Linked DNA regions of Cricetulus griseus: region 1 is linked to region 2. The links are chromatin contacts, called in public Hi-C maps. All regions are on one chromosome and are shown on one strand. The core of a region is the stretch at or near the end of the contact, and the rest is flanking DNA. Distances in the headings are between cores, read along the strand shown. Region 1 holds the start of Axin2 (axin-2). Region 2 overlaps Cep112 (centrosomal protein of 112 kDa).

Evidence for each region. Hi-C and Micro-C count contacts between places; a contact is called where the count stands out from the background.
Region 1: a Hi-C map of liver shows a contact between it and region 2, with 3 times the contacts expected there. The contact joins the promoter of Axin2 here to the enhancer-like site in region 2. A contact is called at or near these places in 4 of 8 Hi-C or Micro-C datasets (the CHK-Q cell line, the CHO-K1 cell line, fibroblasts and 1 more).

What each region holds. Positions count from the first base shown.
Region 1 is chr7:121,782,036-121,786,700 of CriGri-PICRH-1.0, reverse strand. Axin2 (axin-2) reads right to left here and starts at 1,337. Exons shown (of 11, transcript XM_027425832.2): 1 at 1,170-1,337.
Region 2 is chr7:121,369,375-121,374,012 of CriGri-PICRH-1.0, reverse strand. All of the region lies in intron 4 of Cep112 (centrosomal protein of 112 kDa), which reads right to left. Among named protein-coding and RNA genes, the nearest start is that of Cep112, 20 kb to the right of the region's middle. Within about 2 kb of position 2,737, at least 1 of the 6 cell types and tissues checked has open chromatin away from gene starts, as enhancers often do.

The DNA of each region.
Region 1 (4,665 bases), core at 88-2,587, 410 kb before region 2:
ACGCGGGGGACGCGAGTGCCCCGGACTCCCGCCGGTCCGGCGCTCAGACTGAGCCACCGCCAGCGCTCCGGGCACCTAGGCGCGGACCCGCGGTTGGGAGGGGGAGACTAGAGGGTTGAGAAGTGGGAAGGGGCGGGGGAGGGGTGGGGAGGGCAACCGGGGGGCGCCACCACCCTTTCATCCCACCTTCCGAAGGCACTCGCGTGCACACGCACACCCCGACTCATCCACACCCGCGGCGACTCGACCCCCGAGGGCGAGCTGCCCGTCTCCGCCTCCGACCCCGACACCACTTGGAGAAGTCTTCCCGGACTGGCCCCCTGACACCCCGGGCCCCGCTCTGGGGAGGGGACTCCGGAGCATCGCGCGCGCAGGGCCGCCCGGCCAAACCCCCCGGAGCGCTGGGCGCCGAGCCCGCAGCTTCCCCTCCGCGCCGGCCCGGAGCGCGCCCCGAAATAGCCGGCCTGCCAACTTCAAAGCGCCGCCCCGCACATCAAAGCGCGCGGGCCGCCGGACCGCCGCGGCCTCCGCACTCACCATTGATCCGCTGGCGCACTCCTCGTCGAGACCTCGCAGGCGCCGCGGGCAGGTCCCCGGCCCGGGTCCCCCGCTGGACTCGCAGAGGCAGCCCCGGGCCCCCCCCGGGCCCGCCCGGGCATGGGGAACATGGGGAATCTCGCGGAGGCGGAGGAGGGGGTGCGCAGAAAACAACGATCCCGAGGCGAGAGCAAGCTCCGCGCCGCCGGGGAGGGGAGCGTGCGCCCCGCTGCCCCTTTTATGCAAAAGATCCGAGTGGGCCTCCGCCCCCGCCGCGGCCCCTCCGGCCCCCGCCCGGCCGGCTTTCAACCCAGGTCCTGTTTCCAGCAGTCACTAGGCGCACCAAATGTCCTCCAGGCGCTTCCAACAAAAACTGCGCTGTGGATTTAACTGTGCACTTCAAAGGCGCGAGCCGAGCGCACGGTCCTGGAAGGGAGGTACGCGAGCCGCACCCGGGCCAGCCCAGCGCGCTCCTGCGCCCCTCTGGGGGCCATGCAGCCTGCACCCCTCTGCTTTCCTCCACTTGCACCCTCCCGCCCCCTCCCGTAGCCCCGTACCCCGCTGCCAGCAGCCCCCGGCCGCGCCGAGCTTTCTTGGAAGCGGTTGCTCCGGGACAGAGCCTCCGACCCCACCTTTTACAGCAGAGCTCTCCGTTGGGGAGGCGGTCGCCTCGGCCTCCGGGTGGCCCCGGAATCCATCGCGATCGGGGGCTTATTTTTATTTCCCGGTTCTCGGGCCGTTACTGAGTTGCCAGGACCTTATCAAAGCACAGCCGGCTCCAGCCGACTCCCCCGGGCCGGGCTCAGGGAGCCAGTGATCCCGCCGCGCCAATCACAGCGGCGCTGGGCCGGCCCGCGCCGCCCGCCTTAAAGGGACAGCGTGAGCCCGCTCTGCCCCGCCCCGGCCCGGCCCCCGTCGCACACTCGGCTCCCGCGTTAACCCTTCCTCAGTCCTTGGTCGTCCCCTGCCGGCTCCCGGCGGCCCCGGGGCTTTCTTGGCCTGAGTTCTGATTTCATCTTTCAAGTTCTCCGGCCTCTTTGCTCCTGCCTCCTCCCCCTGCTCTCGGGCTATGGAATGCCAGTTCCTTGTAGCTCTCTGGCCATCTCAAGAACTGCAAGCAAGCAGAGAGTGTCGTCACCCCTCCCCCTCCACAACATCATCAAATACTTTCCTACCTTTATTCAAGTTTCCCTGGGAATTTGGATTGGGGGGAGTGGGGGCTTCTGGAAGGAGCTATAGCTCTAGGATCCGCTGGCCAAGTGTCTTCGGACATACTCTGACTGGGACCTGCAAGACATGGCACGTGTGTGTGTGTGTGTGTGTGTGTGTGTGTGTGTGTGTGTGTGTGTGAGTGTATGTGTGTGTGTGTGTGCACGCACTTGTGCTCCAGTATCTGTTTGAATTAATATAGGAATAGTTTGTGGACTATTTGCAATCGTGTTTGTGTGAAGGTGGGGGTGTGAAGTTGTCTCCACAGACCTACCTGCAGTCAGTTCCCCAATTTGCAAACTTGAGTGGCAGTCAGAACCTTCCTTGTACACACATGGACTTCTCTCAACAAATTCGTACCCACCACGCTCTTCCAAAAGCCTGCCACCATCCCATAAGTTACATATTGAACAGCCATGGAATATCACACACACACACACACACACACACACACACACACACACACACACACGCAGTATTAAAGTATAGAAATTCACCCCATTGTCATCTTTGAATTCCTTCCCATCTTCTCCCCAAAACGTTTGTAAGGCACAACACTTTTTAAAAATGAGATAAGCCCTCCAAAGCTACACAGAGAAACCCTGTCTCCAAAAAAAAAAAAAAAATGTGATAAGCCCAGAGCATTTATTTATTTATCTATTGCAGAATGTTTCCTCATGGATGAGCTAATAAACTTTTCCTTTTTTTTTTTTTTTTTTTTTTTTTTTGGTTTTTCGAGACAGGGTTTCTCTGTGTAGCTTTGGAGTCTATCCTGGCACTCCCTCTGGAGACCAGGCTGGCCTTGAACTCACAGAGATCCGTCTGCCTCTGCCTCTGCCTCCTGAATGCTGGGATTAAAGGCCTGCGCCACCAAGGCCCCACTACTTTTCATTCTTGTAGGGGGAAATGGAGTTGAGGATGTAGCCTGGTATAGTTCTTACCTTGAATGCACACAGCTCTAAAAGTCCTGGGTTCCACCCCCCCCACTTACACCCCCTCCCCCTACCATACAAACCAGAGTTGATGACAAGTGACTGTTACCCCAAAGATAGAACCAATAGAATGAGAATTCCAAGACCAACATAATAAATTTGAAGTCAGCCTAGGCTACCTAAGACTGTCCCAAAACAACAATAACAATGACAACAGCAAAACCCACAGAAAAGTAATCCCAAAAGAGGAAAGAAGTGAAAGGCAGAGTCCTGGACTTTTATACTGCTGTTTTTGCTCTTTCTTGTTTAACTTAAAAATGAATGAAGGACAATCATGCGGCTTTTTGGAACTTTGAAACAGGTCTAAAGGGAAAGAGGCATGTCAGGCATGTTCTACTGGAGAAGGAACTGGAGCTGTGGCAAGGGACAAGAGAACCCTCACAGCTCAAGCCTCTAAACTCAATAGCCTAGGAATGAGGCCCTCTGTGTCCATGGTCCTTGCAACCAGGAGCCAACCTGGTCAAGCCAGCAGTACAGACTGTGAAATGTGGTCCTTCCCAGAAAGACCAGAGAAAGCATGTTCCCATGATGCATCTGCATATTGAGATAGCTACTAGGCATGAGGAAACTGGGTGGCTGTAGAGTCTCTGCCTTCCAGAATCCTGGAGAGTCGATGACTCCTGGCTGCTCTCAGCATCTGGCTCTGAGATGGTCTATGGAACCCTGGACCCACCTCTAGGCACACCTCCTCCTTAATCAACCCCAACAAAACTGTGCTTCCCAGGGGGGTCCTTAGGCCACAGAGATGTTGCTACTGAAAGAGTAGTGTAGAGAGAAGCAAAAAAATACCATAAAAGCAGCTACAATGCAAACAGCCATGGATGTTCACGTAACACACACACACACACACACACACACACACACACACACACACACACACACACTGTGGGGATGGGGGAAGGGACATAGAAAAATCAAGCCACCCCAAATCAAAACAAGGTTCAGAAAAGAGGAGGCTTTCCAAAAGGAAGTGGAAACCAGGCCTTCATGGGTGGTTTTCCTCAAGTTGTCCCCACTGACCCCTCACTGCCCCTCAGCCACCCACAATCATCACAGGCTGCCTTTAAACCGGGGAGTTCTCCTGCTCCTGCATTATCCCAGTGTTGGTGCAGCGGAAGTGCAGCCTGGGGAGTCCCTTGTGGTTTGGATCTTCTTAGTAACAACTCCTCTGGGAGCTGGGCTTCCACAGCAGGTGTTAGGGTCATCTCAGGCCAACGACTCACCATCTCTACTGTCTCACCCCTGCCCTGTCCCCTTCCTCCCCTAACTTCATGTACAGAAGAAAACTTGACATCCAGCAGGAGGCTGGGCAAGTGCTGAGAAGCCGGAAGCCCTCCCTGGTACTGGCTCTTTGACTACTTGTTGATAATGCTATTAGAGGAGCATCCAAAAGCCTTCGTTTATTCCCAACCCCTTTCTCAAGATAGCATTTTGCCATTTTCCTCTTCTCTCTGGCAGCAGCATTATCATGTGACTTGTTGTAATCCTGCATGGTTGCCTGGAAACTGGAAAGCAAGGTGATGGGTTTCTGCACATGCTCATTCACCCGCTTGCCTTTAAAGTAAAACCCTAAGGTGTACTTTGTCTAAGTGTAGACAAGTTTAATAAAGCAGAGAGGGGTCTTTTTCTGGAATTCGTTCCTGGGCCAAAATCCTAGAATACCAGAAAACAAGACAAAAGGCTTGGGAGGCATCCAGCTAGATCTTAGAGCCTTCCACAAAAACCATTTCGGAGGGGAAGTTGCACCAGCTGGGACTTCAGAGTTGCTGAGACCCAGGATGTGTCTCTAAGGTTCAGGAACCCTGACTTTTCCTTCTTGGGGTAAAAATGCCATGTTATACAACATTTCTTTGTCGAGAGGGAGAAGAGGGAGACCAGCTAACTATTTAGGAGACTGTAGGTCACCTGACCACCCTGGGTGTCATTT
Region 2 (4,638 bases), core at 1,488-3,987:
GCATGAGGCCCTGGGTTTGATCCCAGAGACCACATAAACCCATAAGCACCCATCTGAAACTCCAAGAGGCAGAAGCAGAAAGGTCCAAAGCTCAAACTCATTCTCAGCTACTTGGCAAGTTCGAGGCCAGTGCGGGATACTTGAGTTCTTGTCTCAGAAACAAACAATAGTAACAACCACCACAGGAACTTCTTTTGCTGGTGTGTAATTACAAATGGAACCTTCCCACTGGAGTACTCATGTACTTTTTGTTTTAAAGAATACAAGATGATTTCTAGAAGCCAAAAACAGTTAACAGCTAGTGGATTTGAGACAATCCTTTGGGAGGATTTCATCAGTGCAAAACAGTCAAACAAAGACAAGTGAGTCTCCATGTGAACCGTGACAATAGCGGCCACCACGCCTATGATAATGGCAGTGGCACAGCTGATACTCAGTAAGACCTGTGCTGAGGGCTCCACATGCATTGTTGTTTCACTTTGTCCCGACATGGAGTTCCATACAGCCCATTTTACAAAATGACGGAAAGTAAGGAACTCGCCTGAGGACAGATGGTTGCCAAGTATCAGAAGTAGGATTTGAACACAGCAAACCTCCTCATTTCAGCTCAGCCTGGAAACAACAAAGGACAAAGAAATAACTGCCCAGATTTCTGTGGTGGCACAGAGCCAAAAGCAGACAAAAGGGCTGGAGAGATGGCTCAGTAGTCAAGACACTGACTGTTCTTCTAGAGGCCTCTGATTCAGTCTCAGAACTTAGGTGGTGGCTCTTAACCACCTATAACTATAGTCACAGGGGACCCGACACCCTTGTCTGGCCTCCATGGGCACTGCATGCAGTGTGTGCATAGATATGCATGCATGCAAAACAACCCATACACATAACATTACATAAACATTGAAATTTTAAGGAAAAAATGAAATTTCCATATTTTCTGCCTAAGCTACCTAAAGCTTAGGAGTATCCTAGAAACAATCCAGGAACCTGCATTCCAGTACCAGACACACTGCTGGGAATGCCATGTGAGCCTGCTGAGGCTGCTACCACCTCCACAAATACAATGGAGCAATGCTGTCAACCTCCCAGGCTTACAGAAGGATCAGACCAGGTAACTTAGAACAAACGGCACAAATGCCCTCAATTGACTTTCTTGCTCTAACAAACTAGAAAACAAGTGGAATTCACAAAATTTGCAATGTTTACGCATAAGGAAATTCTCCTTATGTTTAAATCTACGTACAGACTTGCTACAGCTACAGGCATGTTTGTTACATAGTTAAATTTATTAATTCTAGCACTAATATTAAAATTGTCTGTGTCCAAACATCTTAATAAAAGTTTGGTATTTTAGAAGGCAATTTGACTGTACCTACAGAAATAAAAATGTGCGGTTTCTAAATATAACAAACATGTATACAAAAAAAGAATGCTATTATCTCTATACTTCAGGCAAGTGCCACTCACTAAAGGTGATACCTAGTAATTTTATACACACACTCTCTCGCACGCATGTGCGCATGCGCGCGCACACACACACACACACACACACACACACACACACACACACACATCACCTCTTTAAAACACTTCTATATACAAATATAATTCACTACACCTTTTTACATATTTTCCCAAGATAGCCCAAATACACTATTTATACTATTGTACAAGCTATTACATAAACTAATGACCCCACCAATAGAGCAATTCACCTCCTAGGAATCCACACATAGTCTAAAACATACAAGTGTGTAAGTCTATTCTTGATACTATAACTGATAGGCTGGTATCTTTAAGCCCTGGGCAAAGTTGTTTACCTCCATATTATCTCATGGAAATCATATTTAAACTCCCAACCACTACTCTAAGATCCATGCTTTCCTTTTCACACCTACTAGTAGGTCCCCACCTAACCACTTCCCACCATTACAGTTTTTAAGGGGTGCTTTCACCTTGTTCCCCTTTGCTCCTCTGCCTCCTGAGCAAAACATGGGCTTCCCCATGTGACCCTGCAGGATATGGCACTTCCTCTTAGTATCTGAATGACATCTGTTCATTAAAAGGTAGTTGTCTCCCCATCATCTTATCATACTTGATTAAAACAAATCCCTGGTATATTTAATATAAGATACACAATGATCTAGGCATTAGTGTGTGAACCAAAGCATTCTTTACAATAATAACAAAGAATGGAAGACAGTAGAGACAGTTTTTAAAAGTGTATTTTTAAAAATGTACATGGCAATGGTTTTGAGAATAAGTAAAAAAAAATGAGTTATAAAGCGGTACATATACATTTCATAATTTCTTATTCACATGGGCATAGATGTTAGGTACCTATTAATGAATAATATATACCAAATTGTTGATGTGATTACCACTCATAAGGAAAGAAGGAAATAAAGAACATACAAAATCTTGACCCTTCATTTTGCACCCTCTACACTGAGGCTTCGGCAACTATTAAGTTTTCTACATTAAGAAAAAGTCAGCATTCATCATGTTTGGTTACATAACGCCATCAGTAACTGAGGAGTTTTAAATAATATGCACATATGTTCCCATAGTTCTATGGAAGTCTAAGCACAGCTGAGCTAGGTCCTTGGCTTGCTACTCAGTAAGACTACAACGTGATTTGATGATCTGTGTTTTCATATCCTCAACTATAGACAGGTCCACTTCCTTCCCCCATGATCAACATCTAGTTCCCTGTGCCCACATGAATCATGGAAACTACTTCCTCAAAGTCAACAAAGGGCGTGGCAGCAAGACCTAGAGTAAGATGTGCTGAATGCAACACAACGCTATCACAGGAGTGAGCTCACCACTGCCATACCCTATTGGTTAGAGACAAGTCACAGGCCCTGCCCTTTTTCATGGGGAGGAAATTATGGAAGGAATATCAGAAATTGGGTTCCGGGGGCTACCTGAAAGACAACCGATCATAAAAACAAGATGATTATCAGTCCTTGATGGCTATGATCTCCTTAGAAAGGTTTTATAAAGTCATAACCAACTAAAGTCAAATACAACTACAATGTTTCTTTGTCAAGAAAAAAGCCAGATACTAAACACAAAAATGTAATGGTAGAATTTTAATTGAAATAGTAACGAAATTTGGATCAGTGGGTCTTCTAAAAGAAAACATGGGTAATAGTGTGAATGTAAACCAAGGGATATGCAAAAAGAAAGCAAAGAATCTCAGCAGTTACTGGCACTGGAGTTTTTGGTATAAAATGCTAAGTACACTAATGCATGATGCATATTTGGGGGACAAAAAGGAAGCATGATAATAAGGGCTAGAATATGGCCTCATAATACTTCCAGGGAGAATGAAGCGAGGCTGTTTCCAGCCTACAAAGGAACAAAGGTAAAGGGAAGGTGTCATCTCCCCTGAATAGGGATCCCAACAAAAGCCTTCAAAAGGACTCCGCATCTTTAATAATATAAAAAGGCTAGGGCACAAACAGCATCATCTAAAATGCCATTAGAAATGCTTCACATACAAAAAGGTCTAAGTAAAGCAGGGTTTTATAAAGTGATCAAAAAAGAAACACTAAGGGGGAAAATCTTTTAAGATTAAAGAGGTTTTTCAAAGGACAAGTTGAAGTGGCTGTAAAATTTATGAGGCAGCATTAAACTTCAGTTCTAAGTAACAATAAATTATTCACTATAAAAACATACATGTGTCAAATATTATAAGCCTCTTAAACTTTTTAAAACAATTCTTACAGAAGTTATTAGATGTAGTAGGTCAACATTAACAGATACCAACTTCTTCGTTAGCACAGTATGGACCACTCAGAGACAGAAGAGTGAAAGCTGGCTTTGGTGGGCTACTCAGTGCCATGGTGAGCTGACCACATGTGGAGTTGGCCTTCAAATCAATCTCTGTAACTTCAGCTAAAATAAATGTTAGTTTTACCTTTTCAATGTCTCCATGAATGTAAAATGACAAATATCTGTTAAGTAGTACACATGTGGATTAAAGCTCAAACAAAATTTAATTTTTAAAACAAATCAAGCCATAATTATTAAAGGAGTATGAAATACCCTGAGAAGGCTTTATGACCCTGACTGACCACCAGCCGTGTGTCACCAACCTGAACAGAAATACCTTTAGGCTTGTCCTTGCCAGCTCCTTCAGTGTCATGCCTCACAGTGTGTACAGCCACCTCTATAGTGTACAGCCATGTTTCCTCCACCATTTTATAAAGCCTATCCTTCCCTCTACAGTCTCTAAAAGTTCAATTTTTAAAAATTCTTTTGAACTATTATCTCTGCCATAATACACCTACCTTAGAAGGTCTTTACATATAGTAAATTAAATATGTATCAGTGACTAATAATCTTCATTAAAGCACACATTAACTCAACTGAATACAATGACTTAATGAAATTTCTAACATGCTTGCATCTGCTACGAGGAACTGAAAATAAGTTGTAAATATGAAAAGTACCATCCCTACTTCATGAAATTGGGATCTTACAGAAAAGTCAGACATTAAATATTTGCAGATGTCATAAGTGCAACAGAGAAACATGGAGATCTATAGGAAGAAGTAACAGGGTCACCTGAATGGACTTAGAAGTCAGACTTTTGTGAGGTTGTGGATCTGGAAGATGGATAGGATTGAT